Regions from separate parts of the Mus musculus genome. Here regions 1, 2, 4 and 5 are each linked to region 3. Evidence: chromatin contacts called from public Hi-C, HiChIP or PLAC-seq, Micro-C and promoter capture Hi-C data. All regions are on one chromosome and are shown on one strand. Each heading gives the region's core, a stretch centred on a gene start, on an enhancer-like site or on the middle of the called end of the contact. The rest is flanking DNA. Distances are from core to core; before and after follow the strand shown. Region 1 holds the start of Cfap206 (cilia and flagella associated protein 206). Region 2 overlaps Zfp292 (zinc finger protein 292). Region 3 holds the start of Mob3b (MOB kinase activator 3B). Region 4 holds the start of Smim8 (small integral membrane protein 8). Region 5 holds the start of Zfp292 (zinc finger protein 292).

Evidence for each region. Hi-C and Micro-C count contacts between places; a contact is called where the count stands out from the background. HiChIP or PLAC-seq counts read pairs in DNA pulled down with a chosen protein or histone mark. Capture Hi-C pulls out chosen DNA fragments and counts their contacts.
Region 1: a contact with region 3 is called in a promoter capture Hi-C map of liver. The contact joins the promoter of Cfap206 here to the promoter of Mob3b in region 3. A contact is called at or near these places in 1 of 39 promoter capture datasets (pre-B cells), 2 of 115 datasets of contacts at active chromatin or transcription factors (bone marrow-derived macrophages and microglia) and 4 of 9 other capture datasets (adipose tissue, embryonic stem cells, liver and 1 more).
Region 2: a Micro-C map of embryonic stem cells shows a contact between it and region 3, with 4 times the contacts expected there. The contact joins the enhancer-like site here to the promoter of Mob3b in region 3. A contact is called at or near these places in 1 of 484 Hi-C or Micro-C datasets (embryonic stem cells), 1 of 115 datasets of contacts at active chromatin or transcription factors (bone marrow-derived macrophages) and 1 of 9 other capture datasets (liver).
Region 4: a Hi-C map of CD8 T cells shows a contact between it and region 3, with 3 times the contacts expected there. The contact joins the promoter of Smim8 here to the promoter of Mob3b in region 3. A contact is called at or near these places in 5 of 39 promoter capture datasets (the C10 cell line, hippocampal neurons, liver and 2 more), 7 of 484 Hi-C or Micro-C datasets (B cells, CD4 T cells, CD8 T cells and 3 more), 3 of 115 datasets of contacts at active chromatin or transcription factors (embryonic stem cells and memory CD8 T cells) and 3 of 9 other capture datasets (adipose tissue, embryonic stem cells and liver).
Region 5: a contact with region 3 is called in an H3K4me3 HiChIP or PLAC-seq map of bone marrow-derived macrophages, with 3 times the contacts expected there. The contact joins the promoter of Zfp292 here to the promoter of Mob3b in region 3. A contact is called at or near these places in 9 of 39 promoter capture datasets (the C10 cell line, the HPC-7 cell line, cranial neural crest and 5 more), 8 of 484 Hi-C or Micro-C datasets (CD4 T cells, CD8 T cells, embryonic stem cells and 2 more), 7 of 115 datasets of contacts at active chromatin or transcription factors (the 230-238 cell line, the SCID.adh cell line, bone marrow-derived macrophages and 4 more) and 4 of 9 other capture datasets (adipose tissue, embryonic stem cells, liver and 1 more).

What each region holds. Positions count from the first base shown.
Region 1 is chr4:34,727,627-34,733,299 of GRCm38.p6, reverse strand. Cfap206 (cilia and flagella associated protein 206) reads left to right here and starts at 3,094. Exons shown (of 13, transcript NM_001347062.1): 1 at 3,094-3,240; 2 at 4,392-4,504; 3 at 5,312-5,395. The coding sequence starts at 4,397.
Region 2 is chr4:34,843,701-34,849,660 of GRCm38.p6, reverse strand. All of the region lies in intron 1 of Zfp292 (zinc finger protein 292), which reads left to right. It also overlaps the pseudogene Gm12363. Among named protein-coding and RNA genes, the nearest start is that of Zfp292, 36 kb to the left of the region's middle. Within about 2 kb of position 1,515, at least 54 of the 459 cell types and tissues checked have an H3K27ac peak or open chromatin away from gene starts, as enhancers often do. A contact at or near this core is called in embryonic stem cells, where this site is marked.
Region 3 is chr4:35,154,590-35,160,360 of GRCm38.p6, reverse strand. Mob3b (MOB kinase activator 3B) reads left to right here and starts at 2,877. Exons shown (of 4, transcript NM_178061.5): 1 at 2,877-3,109.
Region 4 is chr4:34,776,192-34,781,605 of GRCm38.p6, reverse strand. It overlaps Smim8 (small integral membrane protein 8), which reads left to right and starts at 3,240. Exons shown (of 3, transcript NM_001330757.1): 1 at 3,240-3,327.
Region 5 is chr4:34,879,081-34,885,278 of GRCm38.p6, reverse strand. It overlaps Zfp292 (zinc finger protein 292), which reads left to right and starts at 2,331. Exons shown (of 8, transcript NM_013889.2): 1 at 2,331-2,521. The coding sequence starts at 2,360.

The DNA of each region.
Region 1 (5,673 bases), core at 1,845-4,344, 430 kb after region 3:
CCATCTCTGGGCTGGTAGTCTTGGGTTCTATAAGAGAGCAGGCTGAGCAAGCCAGAGAAGGCAAGCCAGTAAAGAACATCCCTCCATGGCCTCTGCATCAGCTCCTGCTTTCTGACCTGCTAGAGTTCCAGTCCTGACTTCCTTTGGTGATGAACAGCAGGGTGGAAGTGTAAGCCGAGTAAACCCTTTCCTCCCCAACTTGCTTCTTGGTCATCATGTTTGTGCAGGAATAGAAACCCTGACTAAGACAGAAAGGAAGAAAGAAAGGACCCTGAGATTCTCCTGCCCGGAAACATCCTAGGAGAGGGGAGATGAAAGGCTTTGGGACTCGGTGTGCAGCATTTATCATTACCTCAATCATCACGCCTGTGCTAAAAAATCCAGCTAATTGCTCTTCAGCAGATGGCTAATAATGGAGAACAATGGAGAAATCGTTTAAAAAAAAACAATTAATTCTTAAACTTTTAAAAACTTCTGTTAAAATATAACTATTTAAATAGTTGTTAGCCAAAAAGCATTATTAAATATGAAGAATTCTATAACATTTCATCTTTACTTTTTATTATAAAATGTGTCATACAAAAAATGTAATGCACACGTACTGTGGAATAAACAACGGTAAAGTGAGTACCCGCATAACCACTAACAAGGATTCCCGGGTACCCTTGGGGAACAGAACAAATAGATATTATAAAGGGAATGAACACAGCCATCGGCAGAGCAGAGACCTTAAGACCCTTGTACATTACCGTGAAGATAATTATTCAGATCCAAGAATTCATATCAAATAGCTTACAAATAAGTGCCTGCAATTCCATCTCCAAAGGGTCCGATGGCCTCTTCTGGCCTCGCCTACCAGACACATGCACACACACCCAGTAAATGAATAAGTAAATACATAGATAAAATATTAAAATAACTAAAGACAGAAAAAAAGAAAGCTAGCTAAGCATGAGCCAGCGAGCAGACCACTAAAGCGGCGTTTCTCCACGGTGGCGGCATTTCTCCACGGTGGCAGCCTTTCACCACGGCTTCCGCTCCACGGTCCTGCTGTGAGTTTCTGCTCTTTAGTCACTCGGTGATAAAAGTGTTTCCTGGAAATGAAAGCCAACTAAACTCCTTTTTCCCTAAGATGTTGTTGGTCATCGTGTTTACTACAGTAACAGAAAGTTACTATAACAGTTTGTTAGGATGCCGCAGCCATGAAAGGCACATGGCTAAAATGATCCAAGAACAAATGTGGTAGAAGAGAAGAAACTGGGTTGTTTGTGATCACCATGAGTGTGTGGTCTCATGTGTGCTCCCCATAAATAACTAAATATAATAAAAAGTTTTTTAAAAGTATGACTAAACCACCAACCAAAGAGTACACATGGAGGGACCCATGGCTCCAGCTGCATATGTAGCAGAGGATGGTTTAGTCGGTTATCAATGGGAGGAGAGGCCCTTGGTCCTGTGAAGGCTCTATACCCCAATGTAGGGGAATTCCGGGGCCAGGAATTGGGAGTGGGCAGTTTGGTGAGTGGGGGGGTGGGGGGTGTGGGGGGAGGGATAGGGGATTTTCAGAGGGGAAAGCAGGAAAGGGGATAGCATTTGAAATGTAAATAAAGAAAATATCCAATAAAAAAGTACATTACACTTACCCAACAAATATTGAAAGCTTCAAAAATTATTATTTTATTTTACATGTATGGGTGTTTTGCCTGAGTGTATGTCTACAGGCCACTGGCATGCCTGGTATATGCAGAGGCCAGAAGGAGTTGACTCTCAGGAACTGGAGTTACAGACAGCTGTAAACCTCCATGTGGGTGTTGGGATTCAAACCCAGTCCTCTGGAATACCAGTCAGTTCCCTTAACCTCTGAGCCATATCTCCAACCCTGCAACAAACATTTTTAGGTACTGTACTGGCTAGTTTTGTGTCAACTTGACACAGCTGGAGTTATCACAGAGAAAGGAGCTTCAGTTGAGGAAATGCCTCCATGAGATCCAGCTGAAAGGCATTTTCTCAATTAGTGATCAAGGGGGAAAGGCCCCTTGTGGGTGGGACCATCTCTGGGCTGGTAATCTTGGGTTCTATAAGAAAGCAGGCTGAGCAAGCCAGGGGAAGCAAGCCAGTAAGGAACATCTCTCCATGGCATTTGCATCAGCTCCTGCTTCCTGACCTGCTTGAGTTCCAGTCCTGACTTCCTTGGTGATGAACAGCAGTATGGAAGTGTAAGCTGAATAAACCCTTTCCTCCCCAACTTGCTTCTTGGTCATGATGTTTGTGCAGGAATAGAAACCCTGACTAAGACAGGTACCAAAAACACCATCATTGACCCAGCATGGTGGCACACAGCCAGTGTTTGGAAGGCTGAGGCAGGTAGAACTCTGTGAATTCAAGATCAGCCTGGTCTACATGTTCAATTCCAGACCATTCAAGACTACATAGTTTTACCCTCTCTCAAGAAAACAAACAAAAATTATTATCCCCAATTCCAAACGCACAGGTTTCCTTACTTGCATCTTAGAGGTGGTGGGGGTAGATAGTTTCTTACTATACAGTGTAGGGTGTCTTAAAACTCTGCATTTTCCTATCTCTGCATCCCAAGGGCTGGGACTTTGAGCCTACACTACTATACCTGGTGTGAAAAAACTTCCTAAATGAAAAGTTTTACTATGGCCTTTTGGAACATCAGGATAAAGACTTCCTTTCAGAAACAGAACATGAAAGCATTCTTTTGATAAAACTATAAACTTTGAATTCCAAGAACCCCAGGCTTTCTCATTCTCTTCAAAAGATATATTTTCCATGTTTTCACACTATCAACATGAACAACGTCTGCACATCAAACCTTTGTTTTAGAATTCATGTATCATTGTCTTAAAACTGAGGTGTAGCGAAAGTGCCTTTGCCGCCTGGGACTTGAGTTCTTGTCTCTTGGGAGGCTGAGGGAGAACCCTACACCCCTCTTCTCAAGGTCCCAGAGGACCCATTCCAGCCGCCCTTCCCGCCCTCCTCTGTCCGCCCCGCCCTCTGGCCACACCCCATAGCCAGACCCCGCCCCAAGCCTCTGGCGTCGCGTTCCGTTTCCACGGTTACGCGACTGCCGCTTAGGATCTGGGGCTGGCCGGGAGAGCCGCGGCCGGTTGGCGTTCCGGCCAAGCCCAGCGCCCAGGGAGCTCCAGGCCGTTAAGTCGCGGGTGTACCGGCGAGAAGACGGACGTCGGACGGCTACAGAACTAGTGCTGGTAGTAGGTAACCTACAGGGTGGGTGGGCAGGCATCTCGCTCTGTGCAAGCGCGCAGGATGGAGCGGGGTCAACCTGGCTGTGTGGCCGGCAGGTCTGACGTCCCCACAGATATGCTCGCTGATGGCTGGCATTGCTTGGCCAAGCTGCGAACTTTTCTAACCACAGTAGACTCTAAGTTCAGGAGAAGGTGATAACAGCACGCCTTTTTCAGATGAGGAAATTGGCTTCCAAGGAGGCGAGGTACTTGTCTCTCCTGACGATGTGGTTGGACCTTTGATAGTCCAGTTCTGCATTTCCCATCTCTCAGAGCACTCCTGGCTTTGTTTCCTTTTACCTGCACGCTCCCCTGGGCTGTTGCTGATACTCAGGAAAATCGGGAGCCCTGACTTAAATACCACTCTTCCTTAGTTTATAATAGATGAGAGTAACAGCTAGGAGTTCTTTTTCAGAGGTTCATAGCTCTCACGTTTTCATTATTTACTTTTTATGTTTTTGTTAGAGTCCGGAATCCCAAGGATGGAATAATCCGAGAAAAAAAATTTCTTAGAGTTATGAAATTGTATTACAGTTCTGAAAGATCCGTTAGTGGATGTATTGATTAGCACTTTCTTTTACAAGCTGTAGTCCTGCTGCCTACGCAGGGGCTTGTTTTTTTGTTTTTTGTTTTTTGTTGTTTTTCTTTTCTTTTTTCTTTTTTTCACCCAAATTCTCCTAAGCTTGCTTTTGTTTGTTTGTTTGTTTGTTTGTTTATTTATTTATCTTTTTGTAATTTTTTTATGAGACTGGGTCTCACTTCATAGCCCTGGCTCACTCACTCACTATGTAGACCAGGCTAGACTCATAGAAATCTATTTGCATCTGCCTCCTAAGTACTGGGATTTAACACATGTGCCATCATCCCTAACTAATTTTTTTAATGTCACAATATATATTTTTGAGGGTGGCATGATTTAAATTCAGGGAAAATCCCAGTTACTCTCTGTCATTAGCGTCATTTAAAGTGAAAAAAAAAATCCAGGAGGAAACAAGATTATAATTAAAAACTTAAATAGTAATAACTCAGTAGACAGTGTGGATATTCCAGATCTAATAATGGAATCTAACCAGGAAAAGTGCATAAATGAAATTACTAAAAGAAAATTATTGCTTCATTTAGCCACAATGCCTCCCACTCAAGCAGAAAGTGTGATAAAGAATATCATACGAGAAATAGGACAAGAATGTGCAGCCCACGGAGAGATCGCTTCAGAGACGGTGGTTGCTTTTATGGTAAGGTCGATTAGTTTTGCAAGTCATTGTGTTGTAAACAAATTTTAAACTGTGATATCCAGTTTTTGTTTTTGTTTTGTTTTGTTTTGTTTTGTTTTGTTTTGTTTTGTTTTTCTTAAAAATTCTTGGGAGCGGGGCTGGAGAGATGGCTCAGTGGTTAAGAGCACTGACTGCTCTTCTAGAGGTCCTGAGTTCCGTTCCCAGCAACCACATGGTGGCTCACAGCCATCTGTAATGGGATCTGATGCTCTCTTCTGCTGTGTCTGAAGACAGCTACAGTGTACTCATATAAGTAAAATAAATAAATCTTAAAAAAAAATCCTTAGGCGTTTTCCTGATGCTTTTTATTTGAAAACATTGAGGTCGTCAGATGACTTAGTAAAAGGCATCTTTTCAGAGTCTGCAAAGCGTCTTTCGTGACGGATTTAGGAGATCCCGTGACCCTTAGAAACCTCAGTAGTATTCTGCTGTGAAGTTTTTAACCTGTCCTTTTGTTCAAATGCGCGTTGTAAAAGTTACTCCTTGCTTTGGTTTCTGTGCTACTCCTTGGTTAACAACACATAAAGAGAACACGAGATACAGTTTCCTGCTCTGAAACGGCAACTGTTGCTTTCAGCCTCTTTGCCATGTATTTTTTTCTAACCCATATTCAAGTTTGATGTTGTTTTCTGTCTTCAGCCTGTAAGGAAAGCATGAAAGAGAGAGAGTGGTAAGAAAACTAGCTGAACATCAAGGAAACTGGTTAAAAAGCAGAAATGAATTAATTTCATAATATGAGTAACATGAGTTGGTATGCTCTGTTTGTAGGTGAAAGCTGTCGTCCTAGATCCCAGCAATGGCTTTAACATGGATAGGACCCTCATCAAGACTGACGTGCAGAAACTTGTTAAGGTGATTGACAGGCCTCGTGTGTGGGATTATCTATTTTCAGATTTTAAACAGCACACTGTGTTTTCCAGCCTGTCTTCAGCAAGATTATAAAGAGACACAGAGGGTGGCGAAAATAAGTGAGGGGTTATTTTCTAATAGATCAGTGACTGAGGTACTTAGGTTGTTGCTGGCCTCCTGGGCTCCCTCCCTTGGCTTTCCTCCATGTCAGAGTAAGTGCCACACCCCCTGATGGAAGAAGGGGAAAGACAAAGGCAGAATAGTCATTCTAGTCAGATCCT
Region 2 (5,960 bases), core at 266-2,765, 310 kb after region 3:
TATTATAATACTGTATTTATTGTTTTTAAAAATGAAAGGAATATTATGAGTCTTCAAGGGTTTTTTATTTTATGCATAACAAGGCTTTTGCAGTCAACGGACTTAATTGACACACACAAATAAGACACCCTTACTATGTATTAAGGCACTTTTTTGCTCACAGTTTCTGACCCACAAAGTACATGAGTACTATAGTATTTTTGTAAGTCCCGAGAATGCAGGTTCCCCATTGAGTTGTGCTACTGAAAGCTCTTATGTCTTACTAGCTTTAAGACAAACATGGCAGCATCCGAGTGTGTGTAGTATGACAAGAGAAGGGATCTGAAAGAAGATGCCATGCAGAGAAGCTTGGTGGCAGCTGGCACGGTGTGGGAATGTAAAAATAGGCCCAGAAACAGCTTTTATGATGGATTTTGTAAATAGATTTGTTACAGGGTGACTTGTTATTGCTGTGATCTTACCATTTCAAATGGAAGTAATTTGAATAAATTTGAATAAATTTTGTATGGTAAGAGGTCAATGAAAAAAATTTTTATGCAAAAAGGAAATAGATTGTTTTTTTTTCCCCAAACAATACATCCTGACCACAGTTTCCCCTTTCCCCTCCCTCGACCCCTCCCCTCCCCACCCCCATCCCCACCCCCACGTCCCCTCTCCCCTAGATCAGGCCTTCAAGAGACAATAGTCAAATAGGACCTAACAAGATACAGAAAGGCAAGGCAAAAGCCCTCATCAAGGCAGGATGAGGCAACCCCACAGGAGGAAAAAGAGTCCCAGGATCAGGCAAAAGAATTAGAGACACACTGCTCTCACAAAAAAGGTCAAGCCAAAAGACATAACATCACACACAGGACCAGGTCTAGACCCATGCAGGGCCTTTGCTTGCTGCTTCAGGCTCTATGATCCCATACGGTTTAATTGATTTGTTGCTTAGTTGATTTGGTGGAATAATTTATTAGAATGACTTATGGAATTCAGGAAAGTATTGACCATTCTAGACCATGTTAAAGACAATGAGGCTTGAGGGCTTCCTTGTTTCCGTGGGGCTGGAATATGCCACCCCTTTGCGTGCTTAGGTTTTGTTGAGTATTGTGTTATGCATGGTTCAAATCACCCTCAGCATCATGTCTTCCTCCTAGGATGGTTCATTAAGCCCCACTTAAAGCATTCTACTGCTTTCCAAATCCACATTCCTCCAAAGAAAAACATGCTCAGGCCTATAGTAGCAATCAATACCACATTCCCTGGTACCAACCTCTGCCTTAGGGTTTTACTGCTGTGAACAGACATCATGATAAGACAACTTTTATAAAGAGCAGTATTTATAGGGGCTGGCTTACAGGTTCTGAGGTTCAGTCCATCATCACGGCAGGAGCATGGCAGCATCCAGGCAGACATGCACTAGAGAAGCTGAGGGTTCTATCTGTATCTTGTTCTGAAGGCCAGCAAGGAAGCCTGACTCCTCAGGCAGCTGGGAGAAAGGTCTCAAAGCCCACCCCAGCAGTGACAAACTTCCTCCACAAAGGCCACGCCTGCTCTAACCAGGCCACAGCTGCTAAGAGTGCCACTCCTTGGGCAGAGCATATTCAAGCAACCACAATTCCAAACTCCTTTCCCTTCCCCAGCAGCTTCGGCACAGTGGGGCTGATTGTTACGTGGTCATTCTCCGTTGTGAAGTTAGTAAGATGCCCCTCAAGACTTCGGTACTCAAGTGGATTTCAAGGATTCTAGAGGCTGTGTGCTAGAAACTGAACATGAAACCAGGAGTGCTCCCCAGCCCCACCAGTAACTGCATGCCTGTGGCAGGAAGTCTTAAGAGACCTACAAGTCAACAGCCCTCCTTAGAGAAGGTTTGTGTCTCCAAGTTACCAGTTTTCTTGTGTAGTTGTTTTGTTTCATGTTGGTGTACCTAGGAACTAATGCTAGTTTGTAATTGCAGTAATGAATCACCATTTGTAGTTCTTTTTGGTTTTTGTTTTTTAATTTCTTAAGCTTCCCACTTCATTATTTATCTGAATGATCTAGCTAGTCTTAAGAGACTGGAGGATATAACCAGTTTAGATCTATGAAAAATGAAAAGTTACTCTTTTATCTCCAGGGTATTTAGGAAATCAATAATAAGAATTCTGAAAAAAAAATTAAATTGGAATGACACAATTCTAGCTGAGCTATGTTGTGGCTAGAATAGCCTAACCTCAGTGTACGTCCTGAATAGAGAGAGCCAGTCCTCACAATTTAAAAGACCTGCACCCCCCTGAGAGTAGCTTTGTAGAAACGTGACTGCCCTTCAGAAACAGTAATGGATGTGGTGCTGTAACCCTAGCACCAGGTAAGCCAAGGCAGGAGGATTGTATGAGTTTGAAGCTAGTCTGGTTCATATAACAGAATCCTGTCTGTGGGGATAAAACAAACACAAATGCACAACATCCCCGACCTTCAACATTTAGCTTTCTTTTTCTGCACATGTCTACTTTGGATGGATCTACAGAACTTACCTGATTATTGTTATCCCCATACAGCCTAATTTATACCATGAAGGGTTTTAGTGAGGTGTGGATCTGCTGACCAAGATACAGTCTGGTTTTTGTTGTTGTTGCTTTTGTTTATTTGTTTTGGTCTTTGAGCAGAAGATACCTGGATTTACATGTGTGATTAGCTGTGTATTCAACATTGAGGGACAGACATCACCCGTGTTGGAGGTCTTCGACATTATAAAGATGCTTAGGGTCCCTCTTCCTTCATCTTGACCAGAAAGACTTTGGGAGAGTCTTTAGTGACTGGTGAATTTAGCAGCTAAACCTTTATGATGTTGGAGGACTTTCTTCCTGTTGCCATGTTTTCTAACTCTTTAGTTCAGTTATGAAGGGGAACACCATTTTTCTTTTCTAGTAATTTCAGTAAGGTCAATTTGAAATACTTTCTTAGCTGAGAGTGGTTGATGTTTTTATTCTTTTTTTGGGGGGGGGGTTGGTTTTTTGGTTTTTTGAGACAGGGTTTTTCTGTGTAGACCCAGCTTCCCTGGAACTCACTTTTTAGACCAGGCTGGCCTCGAACTCAGAAACCCGCCTGTCTCTGTGATTGATGTTTTTAATTCAAGAAAACCCCTCCCTGTTAACAAATAGTTTCGACCATATAATCATTCTTTAATGTTTAAAGTTGGTCTTGTGTGTGAGGTCTGCAGAAATGGTAAAACTTACCAAAATAATTTTTACATACTACTTTTTTAATAAACTAAAAAGTATGTTTTCACTTTACACATGTGAACTTAAGTATTCTCTTGAATTCTTCATTCCATGCCTTGTGAACTCTTGCTTGCTCAAGTGTCTTCCAAGCAGTTTATTTAGGGAGGATAGTATTTTTGACTGGAGAAGAAAGACTATTACTCTATTTTTATTTTATTTCCAGTATAAATAGAATGTTTGTTATCATGCTTTCCAATACCAGTTTCATTTGTATTTGTATTTCTTTAGAACTTAATTAAATGAAATCAGACAAAACAGCTTCTCAGATTACATAGGGTTAATTTTAATCACTGCACACATATGCCAATATTAAGCATTAAAAATAGGATGTTAATAAAGTATAAAAATACATTTTCATTATAGGAAACTGATAAAGAACCTACATTTGCTTATATTAAATTTTAATCTACAAACTCACCTTTTATTGAAATGTGTGTTCCCTTGTCTCTAAAAGTGCTATGTTACTAATTTATAAAGTCAGTAAGAAAGTGAAGTGAAATAACACGTAAGCCTGACTTTTCAAATAATTCTTACGTACCATGCCTATGTTAGCTAGGTAAAATGTTCAAAAGTATATAAAAATGGGGACAGAGCCTCATTCCGTGATTGAAAGACCTGAACTCATTCTGCTGTCTGAGTAGAGACCCGTGGAGGCTTCCTATTTGCTGGGGTAGACTTGATGAACTCATCTTTCAGCACAGGGGCAGTGGGCCTAGGAGAGGGAGGGCAGCAGGAATCCAGGCTGAACTGGAGTCACCCATTCATAGCTAATTCCTGAACTTGGTTCTCAGTGGCATTGCAGTGTCTTGGTGAGTGGTAACAAACCCACCTACCACTTGTAGAGAAGGAAGGGACTGGGGCACATGAAGAGGTAGGGCTGTGGGAGTCCTAATTCTGTCTTACGTCAGGGAATAGAAGTGGTAGTTAATCTTGTTTTAGATTTTATCCCCAAAACCCCAAATATATCGATGCTCATTCATTATTATAATCATTATAAGAGGCAACTCTTATAAGAATGACATTTAATAATTAGGGCAGGAACATGGCAGCATCCAGGCAGACATGGGGCTGGAGGAGCTGAGAGTTCCACCCCGTGTTCTGAAGGCTGCTAGGAGAAGACTGACTTCCAGGCAACTAGGATGAGGGTCTCAAAGTCCACGCCCACAGTGACACACCTACTTCAACAAGGCCACACCTCCAAATAGTGCCATTCCCTGGGCCAAGCATATACAAACCCTCATACTTTAATATGTACAAAATTTTAATTTAACTATGTGCATACGTTTTCAAAAAATGATTTCAAATACAAAGTAGTATTGTTCCCCCCCTCTCCAGCTTTAAGTAATAATGATCTTTATTTGTGTATTTGCTTTAAAAATAAGTAATGTATAGGTAACAGCATAAACTTCCAAGAAAATGCACGACTTAATGCTAAAATAAAGTTACTCATAGTCATTAATCCTGCCTAGTGAGCTCTTCACAGGACTTGTCTCCAGGTCACAGGTTTTGAAAATGAAATTTCATTATTTGTAAAAACTTCCTGAATACTTTCCAGGTGAGATAAAGACACCATACGGTTTGTGAAAGAATGTAATGTGTGAATTATTATGTATTAAGACTTTTTTGGCTTCAAATAGAAGTCAATTATTCAACCTTGATGGCATCCAGAAAAGTTCCTGTTCTGTGAGAAAGACAAGTCTGATCTGTTTAGTGTACATCCTCAAGTGGTAAGCAACCTGTCACATAGCTTGTACTTTGTGCCATTGTATAGATTGACTGTTCTGAGTGGAATGTGCCCAGGGTCCTCTTGTTTGCTTGCTGTTGGTGTATAAAAAGGCTACTGGTTTTTCTAAGTTGATTCTGATTCCTACAGATTTTCTAAAAGTGTTTGACATTTCTAGAAGTTTTCTGGTAAAAGTTTTATGATCCCTTACATTTAGTGGGTGTCTGTTCTATCATCTGGAAGTAGGGGTAGTTTGACTTCTTTCCTATTTGCATAGCATTGATTTTGTTCTTTTGCCTTGTTGCTCCAGCTCATGTGCTGAGTACTCACTCCAGCAAAAAGGAGTGTTGATAGTGGGCAGTTCTGTCCGATCCTTAATTGTAGTGGCATTGTCTCAAGTTTCTCTTTCTTTATGATGATGTTGGCTGTGGTTTGTCATATGTAGCCTTTATTTTTTTATATGTTGAAGATTCCTGAAGTTCTTTCTGCCTTCTCTGGGGCTTTGCTTCACACCATGAAATTGGTTTGATGGTGAAATTTATACAAGTGATGTGGGAATAAGGCAGCAGATGCACATTAGACATGACTTGCAGCTGTGCTCTGAGTGAGTACAGAGTTCTCTGCTCCTACATTTTAGCTGCTAAGGCAGCTCTAGGCTACTTCCTCCTCTGCCTGTAGTATCCTGGTACCTTGGAGAACTCCACCCATCTGTGCTTTTATCCATCAGTGCATGAAGCCCTTGCACCAGATCATTGTTGTGAACTCTGAGATGCCTTAGAACAGTTCCTTGATGGTGGTGCAGTTGCCAGGGAAGGTGTAATGTCTCCGACTGCTGTTTCACAGTGTTAGGGAATCCACTGCATCAGGTCACTGCTGTTCATGTCTGGAGGTGTTCATGTCTGTTGTACCTCCGTCATGTACACGGGGTACTTGAACATGGTAGTTGTTGTCAGTTAGAACCCATAGCAGTACAAGGCAATGGAAGGCACAGATAG
Region 3 (5,771 bases), core at 1,628-4,127:
AGACAGGGTTTCTGTGTGTAGCCCTGGCTGTCCTGAAACTCACTCTGTAGACCAGGCTGGCCTTGAACTCAGAAATCCACCTGCCTCTGCCTCCCAAGTGCTGAGACTAAAGGTGTGCGCCACCACTGCCCAACTTCTCTTGTCATTCTTATTCGATGAAAACACCATAAGGACAAGATCCAGGGATTCCCATTGCCCCATGATAGCAGCAGGGAGATGTGAGGGTTACAACATTAGCTTAAGTCACACTGCCATGATTGTCTATACTGTCTTCTAAATCTTGATCTCGAGCAAGTGAGATCATTTAAAAACCTATCCTAGCTAATGTGTACTTAGCATAGAGATATCTGTGAAAATGGAACGAAATATTTCATGTAAAGTGCTTAGCAAATGCTTGCCACCTTTTTCCATTCATGGTAGAGATTAGATATTACAGTGTTAGCAGTCAGTAATCTTTGCACTGATTAACTTAGCAGGTATTTATTGGGTTGTGTTAGTCCGCTTGGGCTGCCATATCAAAATACCATAGACCAAGTGGCTGAAACAAACACCCCAGGATCTCACTTTTGGAGGCTGGGATATGGAAGGCAGCAAGCTTGTTTCCTCGTGAGGGGCCTCTTCAAGGCTTGCAGATGGCTGCCTTCTTGCTGTACCCTTGCTCAGTGGAGAAAACATTCTCTTGCTCTCTCCGCTCCTCACCACTTCCTCTTCTGCGCTGTAATCCTCCCCTTGGTCTTCCTTTCTCTGCCACTAATCCCATATTAGAGCCTTACCAGTCCTCCTTCAGACTCCTTCAGTCTTCAAAGCCTTACCTCTAAATACCTCCACTTGAGAGTTAGGACTTCAACATAGGAATATTGAGGGGCAGAGCTCAGTCCATATTAAGGACCTGCATATTAAGTGAATAGTCTAGGTAAACAGCAATGAACAAGATAGACAAAAGTCCTTGTTTACATTTCTTCTACTAAGATCAAGTAAATTAGCATTTATAGACACAAGAGTGCCCACTAATTACATAGTATATGTTTATAACCTGTGACTAGATCATATTACATGCTAAAGGGGAATTCAGTTGCAGATGGTACTGAGTTTGCTAAATAGCTGACCTTCACATGGAGAGAGAAACCTGGCTGGACCATGGCCATCACATAAGATTATACTGGGGTTTTTTTGTTTTATTGTGTTTAATTTATTATGAGTGTTCATGTGCCCACATGCGTTTATGTGCACCGTGTGCATTCAGGTGCCTGTGGAGGAGACGAGGGATGTTTGATCTGCTGAAACTAGAGTTATGGGTGACTGCGAGCTGCTGGCAGCGGATAATGGAACCAACTTAGGATCCTCTGGAAAAGCAGCAAGTGCTCTTAACTATTATACCACCTCTCCAGCTCTGCTCATTTTGTCTTCAGCTGTTTTAACTTTAAGTTTGGCTATTTCCCCCATAGAACACTAATATAGGGAGTGAGCAAAAAGCAGTATTTGTGTGTGTGTGTGTGTGTGTGTGTCTTATGGTGATACATTTCATAGAGAAAACTGGAGTGGGGTATCTGAGAAGGGATGTCTTGGGGGGGATGAATGGGGTTGAAAGGGAGGCCTCTGAGGAAAGAAATGGAGGGAAAAGGGTAGTCTCTGAGCCATGATGTGACTGAACAGTTAAGAAGACTGTCCCAGGCAGGGAGCATAGCAAGTGCTAAGGCCCCGTAGCAGGAGTTTTCCAAGCATTTGTGTGAGCCAAGTAAGGCACCACATATAGAGAGACTTTTGTGATGGAAAGGCTAACAGGAGTCGAGTATGGAAATATATCTCCTAAATTTCACCTAATTTACTTTCATTCTTTCAAACGTGTAGCAGAAGTTACGGAATGTGATCGCTAATCAAGTCATTTGATACTACCCAGCCGGCACACATCAAGATGTTTATAGGAGAATAAAAGCAGGTTGACACATCCACCTCATTTTTTTTTCTTTCAGTTCATGTTTGAAGACTCCTCCCAAGAACTAAGAGTACGTCTCATAATTGGTTTACTCATAATCACCCGGCGAGGTAGTTACGACTTCCACGCATTTTTGTCATGGTTTAATGCTGCTTTCCAAGGTGTTTCAGGCAGTCCACGGCATTTTACAGCTGGCAGAACATTTTGGAGAAGCGTAAGTCATTTGGCCCTTTCTGGATGCCTTGGAAAAAGCTCTTGTGGACTTCAGTTGGGGTGTCTATGGCTGTGATAAAACAGCATGACCAGAAGCAACTGGAGGAGGCAAGGGCTTATGTGGTTTATGCACAGTCCGCCGCAAAGGGAAGTAAGAACAGGAACTCAAGGCAGTTACCTGGAATCAGGAACTGAAGCAGACGCCATGGAGGAATGCTGCTCGCTGGCTTGCTTCTCATGGGATTTTAACCTTCCACCTAGGGCCCTGCTGGCTTCCTTCTCACAGGCAACAGCTTCTGGGACAGGAGATAAAGAGTAAGCTCCTCCAGCCGGAGCAGCGATGCTTGTAGATCCACGCGAGGCGCTTTCTTATACCCACCAGCACTACCTGCCCAACGCTGGCACAACCCACAGTCATTAATCAAGAAAATGCTGGACAGACTTATTAATAGGGTATTTTATGAGGGGTTTTTTTTTTAAGTCAAAATTCCCTCCTAAATATATCAAGGTTGTGTCAAGTTGACAAAGACCAACCAGGACAGCAGCATCTTTTCTACTCTGACATCTTTCTACCTACATTGGGCAGCGGACCAAAGTTGAGAGACTTAGACTGCTCATTGTCTCAGGCTCTTGTGGAGATTAGAGGATCCTAAGGGCAACAGGACTCCTCTTGCCCCCGCGTAGCTGCCTTTCCAGAGAAGGCCACCAGGGGACTCCGCTCTGAGCCGGTGAGTTGCAGTGGCGCCCGGGCGAGCTGCGCGGCGCGCTGGGTGCATGTGGGGGCCGCACCAGAGCCGTGGTCGCTGCATCTGGAGTCACGCGTGCTGGTCAGAAACCCCTCGCGTGAATCTGCAAGCATCGCTGCTCTGGCTGGAGGAGCTCACTCTTTTTCTCCGGCTCCAGAAACTGCTGCCGGCGTGAAGGAAACCAGCAGGGCCCTAGGCAGAAGGTTAAAACCCCACGGTAAGAGATCCTTCCAAGAGTGGTGTGGAGGCGCAGTCGCAGCTTCCCGCTTCGGATTGTGTCCTGGAGGGCCGAGGTGCGGGGCACACCTAGGGAGGATCAGTCGTGCGGACCCCAGTCCTCACCCCTCCTCCGCGAGCTTCCGGGGTTGGAGTCTGGTTTAGGCAGTACGGGCTTCTTGGCTTTCCTCTGCCTCCGGGTACGCACTTCCCGGGCTGGAATGTGAGTCCAGTTCCCACCCAGGGGGTCTGTGGCTTTGATCTGAAATACACCCCCTCCCTCCCCCTAAAGGGTGCAGATCTCACCCGGGACCCATTCTGAATCTCAGATGCGGGTGGGGTGCGCGTCGGCCTGAAGCGGCGGGAAGAGAAACTTTTACAAAGTGCATCTAAACAGGGCAACGCTCCTGGATCCCAGAGCAGGCTCGGCGTGGGGCTGTGTAGGGAGGGCTACAGCGCAGTCTCGATTTGTCCTCCCTGGCTACCTATGCCTCATCAAGGGAGGTATTAAGAATAAGTAAATTTTGCTCAACTTTTGGACCAACAACTGTCAAACATCTGGGATCGTTGCTCCTCCCTTTTCTGCACCGGAGAAGGTGAAAACTAAACTTTCCCTTCATTTCTCCTCCCCACCACTGGACCCCCAGGATGGGGTTGTTAATGGTAAAGAGCGGTTCCCGCCTCCTGGAGCGTGGCAGAGGCTCTAGACCACTCAGATTTCTTCCAGCCCCCTTTCAGACCCTCTGCAAGTCTTCCCCGCAGAGACGGGGCGACAGAGCCATTCTCCTGTAACCCAGTGAATGGCCTTTTGTTTCTCTGCGGTTCCACTATTGTTGCGCCTCTTAACATCTGGTGGGGCTCCAGCGGGGAAGGAAGTCCCTTTCGCCGCTCGCGGGGCCTTTCACGCTGGCCTTTGCGCAGGCTCGAGTCCGGGATCCCCGCTGGGGAAGGACAGAGTTCGGGACCTGGCTAGGCCGCCCCACCCGGGGCTTGTGGTTAGAGGGCGGAGGGAAAGTTGTTCCTGAGCCCGCCTCCTAGGCTGCTTGTGGCCCAGGGCGCATTTCTCAGATCTTATCCCCAGCGAATCTGAAACGAGAGATTGGAGGCAAAGTTCTCGAAAGCTAGGAGATCTGCGAGAGGGTCCAAAGGACTTTCAGAGGCGAGCTAAACGCATATGGAGGGCCCACAACCCGGGCGATGGCCGGAGACAGGGCACCTCATCTCTACGGAAAGTTCAGGGGTGGCAAAATTTTAAGGGCAGGCAGGCCATTGACCACAAAAGAGTGGAGACTAAAGCTAACCTGGGAAGGCTAAAGACTTTGCCTGGAAATGGTGGTGTCGTGATTCGCTGTGAAATGTTCGTGGGCTTCTGACTTCACCTAAGGCTCCAAGTTTAAGACCCAAATTTTTCGCCGCGATGCAGAAAAAGCAAGCCATGACTACGCAGTCCAAATGGCAGATGCGGCCAGAGCACTGTTTTGGTTTTCATCTGCCCGAGAACAGGTGGCTTGGGGTAGCCCCTATTTCTCCAGAGGGGGGCGCCTGTTGGACTATAGCAGGTCGGGTTTCCTGGAATAAGTTAGGTGCTTGCTTCTAGAGCAGTTAGCCTGTGTGGGTTACTTATTAAACAATCTTGGCAAGAGTAAAGTCACCTTCCAAAGTCCGCAGCGACCGGAACTGTCACCTGAGGGTCGACTAGAGGAGGTTTGATGGTATACACCTGTTGGGACCTGTGCCTCTTGCCAGGTTTGTAAATGTTGCCTTTGCCAATTTTTCCTGTGGAATTGCCAACCTTGGACTGTCTAGGAGATGCGGAAACATCCTTCCCCCACCCACCCACCCCCAGTTCTGAGTTTTGGCACCCTTCCTCTCCCACTCAGGGGAGTAAGAGAGGCTTATATGAGACCTGTGACCTCTGCACCTCTCCACCACTCCACCCTTGCTCGGGATGGGGCCCTAGCGTGTTAAACAAGCACTCTTACATCCCAACCCATCTTCAGATAGTTATAAGTTCTGGGCTCTGCACAGGTCTAGTTTGCCCTTAAACCTTAAAGTACTTTGAGAGACTGTTAACTCAAGAGAGGATCTATAGAGAAACTTTCGCCGTGACTTCTAGATCTTGACGGTGGGGTTCTGAAAAGAAAAACGGCAAATTCTCTGGAGTGCTCAAGACACTCTAATGATAAGGGCCCACAAGTTCGGATTTCTTTGAAATTTAACAGTAGCAGCACAGTAACAAACGACCTGCTGAAGAAATACTGCTTGGGTTTTGTTTGCTCAAGGAGTACAAGAAGGCGTCATTAAAGTTAAAGTCAGGGCTTGGGCCAGCCAAGAAGGAAAACACAATCATTATAGAGGAAAATAAGGGTGTTCAATTTCGTTAATATATATATATTCAATCTTATCCAATCATTTCCGTGGAATACATTGTTTCTGGAGACACAGTAGAGTTGATACATTGTTACGATATTGAAGACTGTGATATTGTCCATAGTAAACACATGCCAGTGTATCAACTCCTCAGCAATGTATAAGAGAAGTTACACTCTACTCACTCTAAGTGTTATCATTGCTTTTCCAGTTCTGTGGTGTTAATAAGAGAGGAATGTTTTATTGTTGCCTTGCTTAGCACTTTTTAAAAATCAAGAGCGAGAATACACATT
Region 4 (5,414 bases), core at 1,991-4,490, 380 kb after region 3:
TGTTATACTTCATCAAACATTGTGTGGCTCAGCGGCTCAGTTTCTTGTTTAACGCCCTAAAATGATAGAGTTTAAAGCAAGTAAATGGAGATTCTAATCTTCCCAAAAGCTCCTGTTCTTTTTTCGAGTCTCAGGAAATACCTTCTCAGAACAAATGCCATCGCATTACAATAAAACTGCCCAGTCAACCGTCTTTGCAATGATGTTAGAAGTATGTTTCAGGTTCCAGAAATCACCACTGCAACTGAAGTGCCTGGACCAGGCAAACTTTATTCTTCATTGAGAGGAGAGGTGCACTTGCTTTTTATCAGAACCCAGGTGAGTCTTTCCCCAACTAATGGGGTCCAACCTCATAATCTCTTTCAACTGTGTAGTCTGAAAAGAATTGGCACATGGGAAATAAAGAAGTCTCAAAACATTTGCATAAAAGTCTTAAAAGGTTGGGGGAGATAAAAGATTTTACTTCTTTGTCCTGAGTCCTAAACACAAGTTTTATAGTATTTGATAAAAACAGTTCATATTTTGTATTTCTTTCAATGATCACACATCATAAAGATTTGTGATTAGATCTTTCTTATTTAACCCCAGCCATGAGAAACTGTTGCTTGATCTGTTTTACTGAAAGCTTTTATAGTGTTAAAAGTTGGAATTCTCGGGCTGGTGAGATGGCTCAGTGGGTAAGAGCACCCGACTGCTCTTCCAAAGGTCTGGAGTTCAAATCCCAGCAACCACATGGTGGCTCACAACCATCCGTAACGAGATCTGACGCCCTCTTCTGGTGTGTCTGAAGACAGCTACAGTGTACTTACATATAATAAATAAATAAATCTTTAAAAAAAAAATAAAATAAAAAAAAAAGTTGGAATTCTCAGTTATTTTTAAAAGACTGTAAAACCATTAACCAAAGGTCATATAAAGAGAATTGACAATTTGTTATAAGTGCTAGAACAGAAAATGAAATATTGACTGAGTTTATCTATACAAAGCTTCACTAATAACTTAAGTTATGGTTTTTAACTCTCCATGAACCTGTGTAGCTGTGGCAGGTGACGAATGTTTAGCCAGATAATTACTACTAATGGATATGCATGTAAACATTCTCTGTTGTAAACTTATTCGATTTATGGTTTGAATTTTGTGTAAACTTGTGCTGAACTTTTTACCATGGGATCATGTATTCTGAAAGATGTAAATAAGTGCTGAGGATAAAGAGAAGGGAGCAGTTCTCCTTGTCTCACTTCTCTTAGCAATTCTCTTTGTCCCACTTTTTTACATCCTGCCTTTTTCCTAGATCCCTTACCCACCTACCCCCCTTTTTACAAGCCTGTTTCCCCCTTTTTCTCAGAAAGCTTTCATCGGAAACTTTTTACAACTTAGAAATAAATGCTCAAATCACTTTCCAAAGTGTCCCTTTTTTCTTCCTGTGACTTCAACTAGCAGGATGAAAGTTAAAGCTGTGCAGTTCCTGCTGGAGATAGAACAAAGGCCACTTTACTTAATCTCCTCCTGTTTTAGGATGAGGTGCAAAACAGTTGCTCACCTCAGAAGATCTCAGAAGGCAGGTTAGCTACTGAAGCACAGTGACTTATAATTGAGATAGGAAAACGTATTATTATTATATAGTAACCCTAAGTGCCTTCTAAGACCAAATCTTATCACTGCTAATGCTCAAGGAGAGCCAGAACATGAAAGAAGATCTTCCAGGGCTGGCCCTGGGCAGGTTCACAATTGTCTTTAACTCTAGTTCAGGAATTCCATGCCCTCTTCTGCCTCCAAAGGCATCAGATAGAAAACTCACGCATAGACATATATAAACAACATATATATATATATATATATGATACTACCCGAAATAAATCACAAGGACTGTTAATCCCACAAGGCAAGAATAAGACTACTATCACAATTTTTGAGCTAAGCAGGCTTTATTAAATACTGGCCAGGACAAGGGACACTGCCCAAGGCCATATCCAGGAATCCCAGAGTAACAAATTACATTAGTCAGAAGCGTATACAATCAAAACTGACAAGGCTATATACATCCCACTTTTATGTAATCAGGGGCAAGTATACATCCTGACATATTTCCTGCCTACACCTCCCACCTATGTGTGCACATCCTGTGCAGCTGAGACAACCAGCCTTGTTTACAGAAGTGAAAACAAGTGGCTTGTTGTCTTACAGGAGCAACAGCTCCCAGCATTCCAAGAAGCTATCTGTTCTTGCCAAGAGGGGCTTACAGTTTAGAGACATTTCTGTTTTATGCCTAAAGCACACAATAATTTAAACTTAAAATATACCTTTAGCCTTCACAGGACAACTCAGGAGTCAGGATGGGAGGCCATAGAAAAGAGAGAGTAGGATTGGTTTTGAAAATTACCACAAACAATGTTCACATTTGTCAACTGATAATCCATTAATTATATCATATACTTTGGCTTGATGTCCTCGTAAAATAAGGCTAGGACTTATATTACTTAAAAAAAAAAAACCCGTGTTTGAGAAAATACTGATAATGTATGATTTTTGAAATTAAATATAAGCGAACTATTAATATCTATGTGAAAAACAAAATCGTCAGTGCTATCAGAGATCCCGTGAGAAGTCTCTTTAACCCCTGGAGATCTAATTTGGGAAACTCTGATTAGTAATCTCTGATCAATTTGAATGTGTTTTTTTTTTTTTTTTTTTACACAAGTGATGGTAGATGATCCCTGTCTCAGAACGGCTAGACTGACCACAGTCCCGGTTCTAAAGACTCGAACCCTTCACCACCACATGTAAAACTTCTAATTCCAGTCCCTTTTCTCTTAAAGCTCTTCTGCCACACCACTGCTCAACTAAAAGCACCCTATAAAGCCCCAGACTCCTTTTTGGCGATACTGCACTTCCTTCTCTTGGAGGCAGCTGGATTCTAGCCTGAATCTTTCCATTTCCATTAAGTGCCATTAGGTCCCATTTCCAATTCTGGATATCTCTTTATATAAATATACATGAAACCCACGAAACGAAAGCTTATTTGAATGTGAGAGGCTGAAAGTCAAAGGCCCCAAGAAATCAAACCAGACTGCTCATCTGGGTTCCAAAGCCAAGGGCTCCTGCAGTTCCAATGCCAGGGCTCGGCCCGGACCCCTGCTCTACGGCCTCCGGAGCATAGATGGCGCTGTGGTGCGGCTCTTAGAGCCCCGGCGGGAACGCGCACTGGTTGGGCGCGCACCGGGCGAACCGGAAGGAAAGTCCAGCAGCGGGCGTTCGCACGGGACGCCGGAAGTCTCTGAGCCTGGCGGCGTCCGAGCTGAAGCTTCCCCGGCTTCCCAATTGCCCAAGGTCAGGCTCCGCCAGCCCTCGAAGGGGAGGGTTGTGGTTTGCAGAAGATGCTAGGGTAGGTTGCCGGGAAGCCTGCCCGCCGACCACACAAGTTTTCACACTTGTTTATGAAGATTTATACTGAGCTCCGTAGGAGCCTGGGTATCTGACCGCGGTCTGAAAAGCTTTACAGCCTTCAGGTCCTTGCCACAGTGACACTCTTTCCCCAATCCATGAGTGGGGTAAATTACGAGGTGGAAAGTGGGTTTTGTGTGTGGTGTTTTTCTTTTTTCACTTTAAAGTTATATTTTACAGTAAAAACGATAGAGTTTATTTTTTAAAATCTAAGCGATCTCATTTCCCCACTGTGAGACAGGGGGCTGGCTGTCTTGGAACTCGTTCTGTAGACAAAGCTGGCCTGGAGCTCAGAGAGATCCGCCTGCCTCTGCCTCTCTAGTGCTGGGCTTATCTTAGGGTCCTGCGTCTGGTAGTACTTTATAAATGCAAAACACTTTCCTCAAAAATCAGTTTTGGAAAAAGATGCTGATGGAATAGGAGTCCACTACAATGGGAAGAATTGGATTATCCTACCCTAGTAGTGAAAAGGCATCGAAGGTAGGAAGGTTGCACACTATCTGTAGGATGACCGCTATTTTGTTAACATCTTTCCTTTTAAGAATGTTAACAATGTTAAATACACATCTGTAATATTGCAGTGTATAATATCATTCCTTTTATTAAGGTGGAATCAGAGTTGTCACTTACTCAAAAAAAAAAAAAAAAATTCCTTTAGAAGCACCAGAGTTGAGATTAAGCTTACTTAGTTCCCTCAAGCTATAAAGCCCTGATTCTTTCTCAAAGTTTCTCATATTAATCTAAACTATTGAAGGTGTCCTACTCCGGACTTTTACTTTCTTAAGCACTAAAAGAGTATAGTATGTGAAACATAATAACAAGAGTATCTATACTATCGTTGAATGTTTGGTCCATTTGAGGCAGTTCTCTATATATTTGAAAATAGAGTGCTTTTCCTAAACCAGTTCTCATTGTTTATATCTTCATACTTCCCCATACAATATAATATAGGTAGCTATGCCAATCTTGTTCTAGTGAATTTGGTGTGTACAGACACGGATAGTTCATTCGTTCACATGCACACATGTGCAGTATGTGTGTAGAAGCCAGAGGTCAGCCTGATGATGTTCCTCAAGGGCCACGTACCTTGTTTTCTGAGACAGAGTTTCTCACTGGGACCTGGGACTTACTGATCCCAAAGGGCTGACTGGTCAGAGAGCCCCAGAGATGAGCCTGCCTCCCCCACCCCAGCACTGGGAGTTTTATGGACATACCACAGCCTGGGTTTTATATGATGCTGGGGATTGATGCAGGCCCTCAGCACTGCTAATTAGTAACAATATATCGTCTGACAGTTATCAAGTGTTTATATAATGAGCTTCAGTGTTTTCTCCCTCATTGCCCACGAGTCCACCAGTCCAACCTCTTCTTCCCAACAGGCCCCTCTTTCCTCCCTCCCCCCTAACCTCCCTGTGTGCATAAAGTTATCTACCAGAGCAAGAACAGTTTATCAATGGGTATACCACTGAGGGAGATGGCACGTTCTCACTAGTTAACTGCTAATAGTTCCTCAGGGAGGAGTGGGGTCTGGTGCTTATTTTGTGTGAATAAGTATTTGTCTGTGTGTGTATATATATGCACCATGTGCGTGTCTGGTACCCATGGAGGCCAGGAGAGAGCATTGGACCCCTGGAACTAGAATTGCAGGCAGTTGTAGCCACCATGTGGGCTCTGGGAACTGTCCCTAGTCTTCTACAAGGGAAACAAGTATTTTTAACTGCTAGGCTGTCTCTTTAGCCTAACTAGTAAGTTTTCAAGTGTTGCTTCTCAAATATATTGTGGATCATCCCTCTAAATATTAATTTTGGTACAGTAGAGGAGGAAACACATACACACATTAAAAGATGGCTAGCCCTGACTTTGTTTGGACTTCTATATTGTGTCATGATTTCATAGACCTGCTCTTTTGTCTTGAGGTATACCCTTTCCCCGCACAAGGAAGAAAGGCAGAGCAAAATAAAAAACATCCTATT
Region 5 (6,198 bases), core at 1,082-3,581, 270 kb after region 3:
CCAGAAGCAGTTGGCATCCCCTGACACTGAACTCACAGACAGCTGTGAAGCAGCCACCTGGTACAGGGACTACAACCCTGGTCTTCTGGAAAACTAGCAAATGTTCTTAACCACTGAGCCCATCTCTCCAGCTCCTAATCCAGTTTTTTTAGCCACAAGGGTATCATGGCCTGAAGGTAGGAATGACATTACTAGGTACCCCCTCCCCATCCCATTACCAGAGTCTCCGGAATGTGCTCTGCCATCGAGCTACACCCTAGCCCTATGTAATAATTTAAAAAATCATTATTCAGGCATATTTCACTTTGGATCTTTCTCTCCACACCTGCTGCTACACACTTTCCTTCCTGTAAATGAAGTGTGGTGTAACTCATTACTGTTGAATTGTAGAAAAGGTAAGCTTCCTAGCCTTTAGTTATTGTACAGTCCTTGCATTTACTGGTGCATTGGCTAATCACATATTTCTTTTGATAATTTTCATTGGAATCCTAAAATAGCATACATTGATGGAACTTTAATACCTGAACTATATATATAACCTGGGAAAATGAACTGCAAAATTTAAAATCTTAAGCAAGGAGGGTACAGGGCAGCTCATTGGTAGAGTATCTACAGGGACTAGGGCAAGACAAAACAGCTACCTTCATTTGTTTCTTCAACTCTTTTTCACTGTTCAATCCAATAGAGGAAATCCTTAGCCTTACAGTGTGCTCCCCTGGTCTCATGTACATGCAAGCATTAGAGGATTCTGTCTTGTTAATGTGCAGTATTGATGCTGTTTTCTGTAAGGTTGCCTTGTGCTTGTTCATCTTATGTAATGATTTAAAAGCATGCATTACAAAACATTCGCTGGAACAACACAGTATTCAGAGAACATTTTCCACTAAGTGTCCTCCTCCCGTCACCTGTGAGGACTAGAATCACATCTGGCTTTATTATATACATTTCCTGAAAAGGCTACTGGATACGGTAGAAATTATGTTTTTGAGACCCAGCATTACAATGTAGCCCGGGCGGACTGGACCGGGAGACCCTCAGCTCCAGCTTCCTTCGTGCTGCAGTTCTGCTAGAGCCAACCTCCAGGCTGGTTGTTCATTTTAGATAACTATCCTTAGAAAAATACAGTGCAGTCAGAACACAACAGTAAAATGACCAGGTGTGTCAACGCTGTTGTTTGTTTTAAAAGGATTCAGTTGTAAGGCAGACATCTTGCCTCTTAAATAAACAGTAGGTTGTGGGGTGTTTTGTTTTGTTTGTCTATTTGTTCTTGCTGACCTGAAACTGGCAAAATAGTGTAGTCTCTGAACTTCTGATACTCTGGCGTTCACCAGGGAAGGTTGAGATTAAACAGGCAGTTGCGTGCCTTTTGCCTGGTTTATGCAGTGAACGGAGCTAGGCAAGCACTCTGTCAACTGAGTCACACCCCTAGCCCTCAAACACTGGGTTTGTTATTAGTTTGATTATGAAATTTATGGTTAAGCACATTGATTTTCCGACTACCTCTTATTCTACCCCCTACTCCTTTAAATTTGTAAGAACTCATCTGGCATAGGCTGGAGGAGGAAATATTATGTAGCCAGGGATGAACTTTTGAACCTCTCGTCTCCGAGTGCTGAGATTACAACCGTGCACACAACACTCAGCTCTCTTCTCCAATTCTAATGCCAAATACTGTTTTCGTCTTGCAAATAAAATACGGCTTAGAAGGCCACCTGTTTTGCAGCACCAAGAGGAGGGTTGCTACTGGCATTTATTTGACATCCGTGTTCCTTTTTTTACTTTAGCATCCTTAATTGTGTTCTTTCCTTCGACCTACTTTCCCAAACTAAGATTCGGTGTGGATTCTTGTAACGCGTAACGGTAACCAGATTTTAGAAAAGCTTTTGTGCCTTAAAAACCACCGGGTTACAACATTAATCATTTCGGTCTGTTTGAATTCTCTCCACACTATTCTTTTCTTGTGTTCGCTGCTTGATTTCCCAGAATGAGAATTGAACCTCTCATTTTGTTCTGACCCAATTGTTGTGTGTGTGTGCCCTCCAACACCTAGAGCGCTTGTTTCCAGGAGGCGTTCTCGGGTTGGCCCAGAACCAGGGCAATCACCAGCTCTCCACCCTGCCCTGGCCTCCGGCTGTTCCGCAGACCTTGCCCTCGCCCTGGCCCTGGCCCTAGCCGCCGCCGCAGCAGCAGAGGCCTCAGCTTCAGCTCGCTGCAGCACTGCCCCGGCGGTCGCCAGCCCCACACCCGGCCTTTGTACGTGCGCCCAGGCGTGCCAGCGCACCGGGCACGTGACCCCGCCGAACGTGGCATTGTGTTATCACGTGACCCAGGTGCGTACGCGACGGAGCGGGCTGCGAAGATGGCGGACGATGAGGCCGAGCAGGAGCGCCTGAGCGGTGGCGGCTGCGCGGCGGAGCTGCGGCGCCTGGGCGAGCGGCTGCAAGAGCTGGAGCGGCGGCTATGCGAGAGCCGGGAGCCCGCGGTGGAGGCCGCCGCCGCCTACTGCCGCCAGCTGTGCCAGGTGAGCCCCTCCCCCTCCGCGGGCCTCGGCGGCCGGAGCGCGGGCGGTCCGCGTCTTTGTGTTCCGCGGCCAGGCTGGGCCGGACGGCCTCGGGGCTCCGTGCACGCTCCCGGGCTGCGCCGCGGGCGCCGGGCTGCCCGCCGCGCGCCAGTCCCCCTGTCGCCGCCGGCCGTCGCGCGCAGTCGCTCGGCCTTTGTTGTTGGGTTAGGCTGCGACCGGAGGGTCTTTGTTGATGTTCTCGAGCCAATCCCGCCGGACCTGCAAGCTGGGAGTGGCGGCGGCGTCTGCGCTGCGGCCGTTCCTGCTGGCTGCTCTCCGCGGTGCATAGGAGCTGTCACCGTTCCATAGTCAGTCGTCCCTTGGGGGCGGCTTTACCAGTGCCTGTTTCGCCTTTACGTTCCGGAAGAGTACGATTTCCGGCCCCCCCCCCGTGCACCCCCACCCCCACATTTCTTGGGTTCTTTCCTGTTAAGTGTCTTTGGTTGACAAGGGATTTGTGCTTGGGTCAGTTTCAGATCTTCCCATTCTTTTCTTGCCCAAGGACATTGCTTTTCAGCAACGTTTTCTAACTAGGATTTAGAATGTTAGTAACATTCTAAATGTTATCTTATGACAGATATCAGAGTTTGGATCTCCATCTGGTCTTAAGACTCCCCAGTTAACGTGTGCTGACTATGGAGGGAGGGAGAACATTGATTAAACTGCCTAGTTGAGGCCGTTTTTTACATAAAGCATGAAACCTAATGGATGTGTCATGCTTAAGATTTTGTTTTGGAAACACTGAGATTTGAACAATGGTGGAGCATTTTAGGATTTCACAGGGATACTTTCACTTGCCAGCCTCCAGGTGCTGAAATCTATCTTTCTAGGGTATCTGATCACATACAGAAGCAGCCCCATTGCCGTATGCATTTTATGCTCATGCATTGATGGTTCGTTATTTAAAAAAAAAAAATAGGACCAAGGATGACTTGTCTGCAAATATATGCAGTCAGAAAGTTCGTCAGATCTGGAGGCCACATTACAGAGTCATTGTTTTAAACCTTAGTATTAAAGAAACTTTGAAATTTGCTATTTTCTATGCCCTGAAATTGCCCACCATCGTAAGCCTGAGAAATTATTTTAGTAGAATTTACAAATAAGGCTTTCATTTGTTTGTTTGTTGGTTTTTTTTTTTTTTTCCCCTGAAACAGGGTTTCTCAGTGTAGCCTTGGCTGTCCTGGAGCTCACCTTGTAGACTAGGCTGGCCTCGAACTCAGAAATCCCCCTGCCTCTGCCTCCCGGAGTGCTGGGATTAAAGGCCTGCGCCACCACGCCCCCACCACGCCCGGCCAAGATTTCATTTGTAAATGGAGTCCACTTCTGGAGGAGGTGTTTTGAGACAGTCTTTCCATGCTCTCCTTGCTGGCATTAATTTTGGGTAGTCGTCTTACTTCACCATCCCAAATGCTAGGATTACAGATCTGTGCCACCATGAGCAGTTGGGAGCAGACTAAAGTCTACTTTAGTTCGGGATATTAATTCCTTAGTAGAATCCACTGATGATTTAAGGATTGATAATACTGTTAAAATGAAGGCTCATGCGATAAAGAGTATAAGTATAGCTTTCTCTTTCGTTTTTGAGATTGATGCACAAGTATCACTGTGTGTGTGGTTGTGGTTAAGATGGTACTAGGTACAGCATGCTAGGTACATCACCAGGTTTTAAATTCTTCTTGTTTATTGTTTTGTCTTTTTTAAGACAGGAATTGTCTGTGTGTGTGTTGGGGGGGGGGGAAGGGTGGCCCTGGCTGTTCTGTAGACCAGGCTGGACTTGAACTCAGAGATTTACCTGTTCCCCTCTCACCCTCTGCCCCACCATGTGCTGGAATTATAGTCAGGTGCCACTGCCTGGCATTTTAAAGTTACTTCTAATGAATAAAACAGTTAAAAAAAATAACTCGATATTGGTTTTATTAAGTGATAAATCTTAAGGTATATAAATCATTTTTTATTACCTTGCTGATAAAAATCAAATAGTAATGAAGTAATCATTGGTGGTTTTCAAAAATTAGAAATAGTAATTCATACTGAGGGTGTATTGGCTGAGGGGCAAACCCAGTGTCTCTTGGGTTCGAGGCTTGTTCGCTAAAGACTGATTTATGCTCCCTACCCCAATATTATAAATTATAAAAGTGATCTCCAGAGCTCTAATTCTGTATTTGAGAGGCCGAGGAAGGCAGGTCAGAGTTTAAGGCCATCCTGGGCTACATAGTGAGTTCCAGATAATAGCATAAGACAGAAGAGAGAGTGGGGGTTGGGCTCCAACTCAAATATCCTTAGAATTTTGTCTTAGTTAACATGGGATGTAATGTTAGATGTAGGGGGAGCTAGAAATTAAATCCTGTTTTCTAACCTTGGAATTACAGTTCGACCTTTTTATGTCTTTCTCCGGTAGACCTGGGCTGTCCACATGCTTCTAGAAAGCCAGGATAAATAAACGTTTGGCAGTCACTGGACTTGAGCTAATATTCTGTCAGCATTGAGGCTCAGTTTTAAAGTCCTCAATTTTGTGCTTATTTAAAGATTGCTCTGTTATATTTACACTTATTTGTGTCTGTGTGTATCTCTGTGCATGTGCCACAGCATGCAGAGGTGAGAGGGAAGCTTGCAGGAGTTAGTTCTTGTCTTAGTCAGGGTTTCTATTCCTGCACAAACATCATGACCAAGAAGCAAGTTGGGGAGGAAAGGGTTTATTCAGCTTACACTTCCACATTGCTGTTCATCACCAAGGAAGTTAGGACTGGAACTCAAGCAGGTGAGGAAGCAGAGGCCATGGAGGAATGTTACTTACTGGCTTGCTTCCCCTGTCCAGCTTAGCTTGCTTTCTTACAGAACCTAAGACTACCAGCCCAGGCTGGGCAGTGGTGGCACACACCTTTAATCCCAGCACTTGGGAGGCAGAGACAGATGGATTTCTGAGTTTGAGGCTAGCCTGGTCTACAGAGTGAGTTCCAGGACAGCCAGGGCTACACAGAGAAACCCTGTCTGGAAAAACCAAGAAAGGGGAAAAAAAAAGACTACCAGCCCAGGGATGGTACCACCCACAGTGGCCTAGGCCCTTCCTGCTTGATCACTAATTGAGAAAATGCCTTACAGCTGGATCTCATGGAGGCATTTCCTTAAGGGAGGCTCCTTTCTCTGTGATAACTCCAGCTTGTGTTGAGTTGACACACAAAACCAGCCAGTACAATTGACCTCTCGACTTGGCACAAACACATCACTATTAAGCTTCAACTCTTACTTTCTTATTCATCCCCAGATCTAAATAACTTTAAAAGTCCCACAGTCTTTACAAATCTTTACATATTAAAATTTCCATCCCTTTAAAATATCAATTCTCTTTTTAAAATCAAAGTCATTTTACAATTCAAAGTCTCTTAACTGTGGGCTCCACTAAAATACTTTCTTCCTTCAGGAGGGAAAAATATCAGGGTACAGTCACAATCAAAAGCAAAATCAAATTCTAACTCCAATGTCTGGGATCCACTCAGGATCTTCTGAGGGCTGTGGTCACTTCTCTACCTCTGCAGTCTGTAGCACTCTAAGCTAGGGTGGATCCACTCCACAGACGTTACTGTTCTTGGTGATCATCCCATGGTACTGGCATCTCCAATACATTGGGGTCTTCTGCTGCA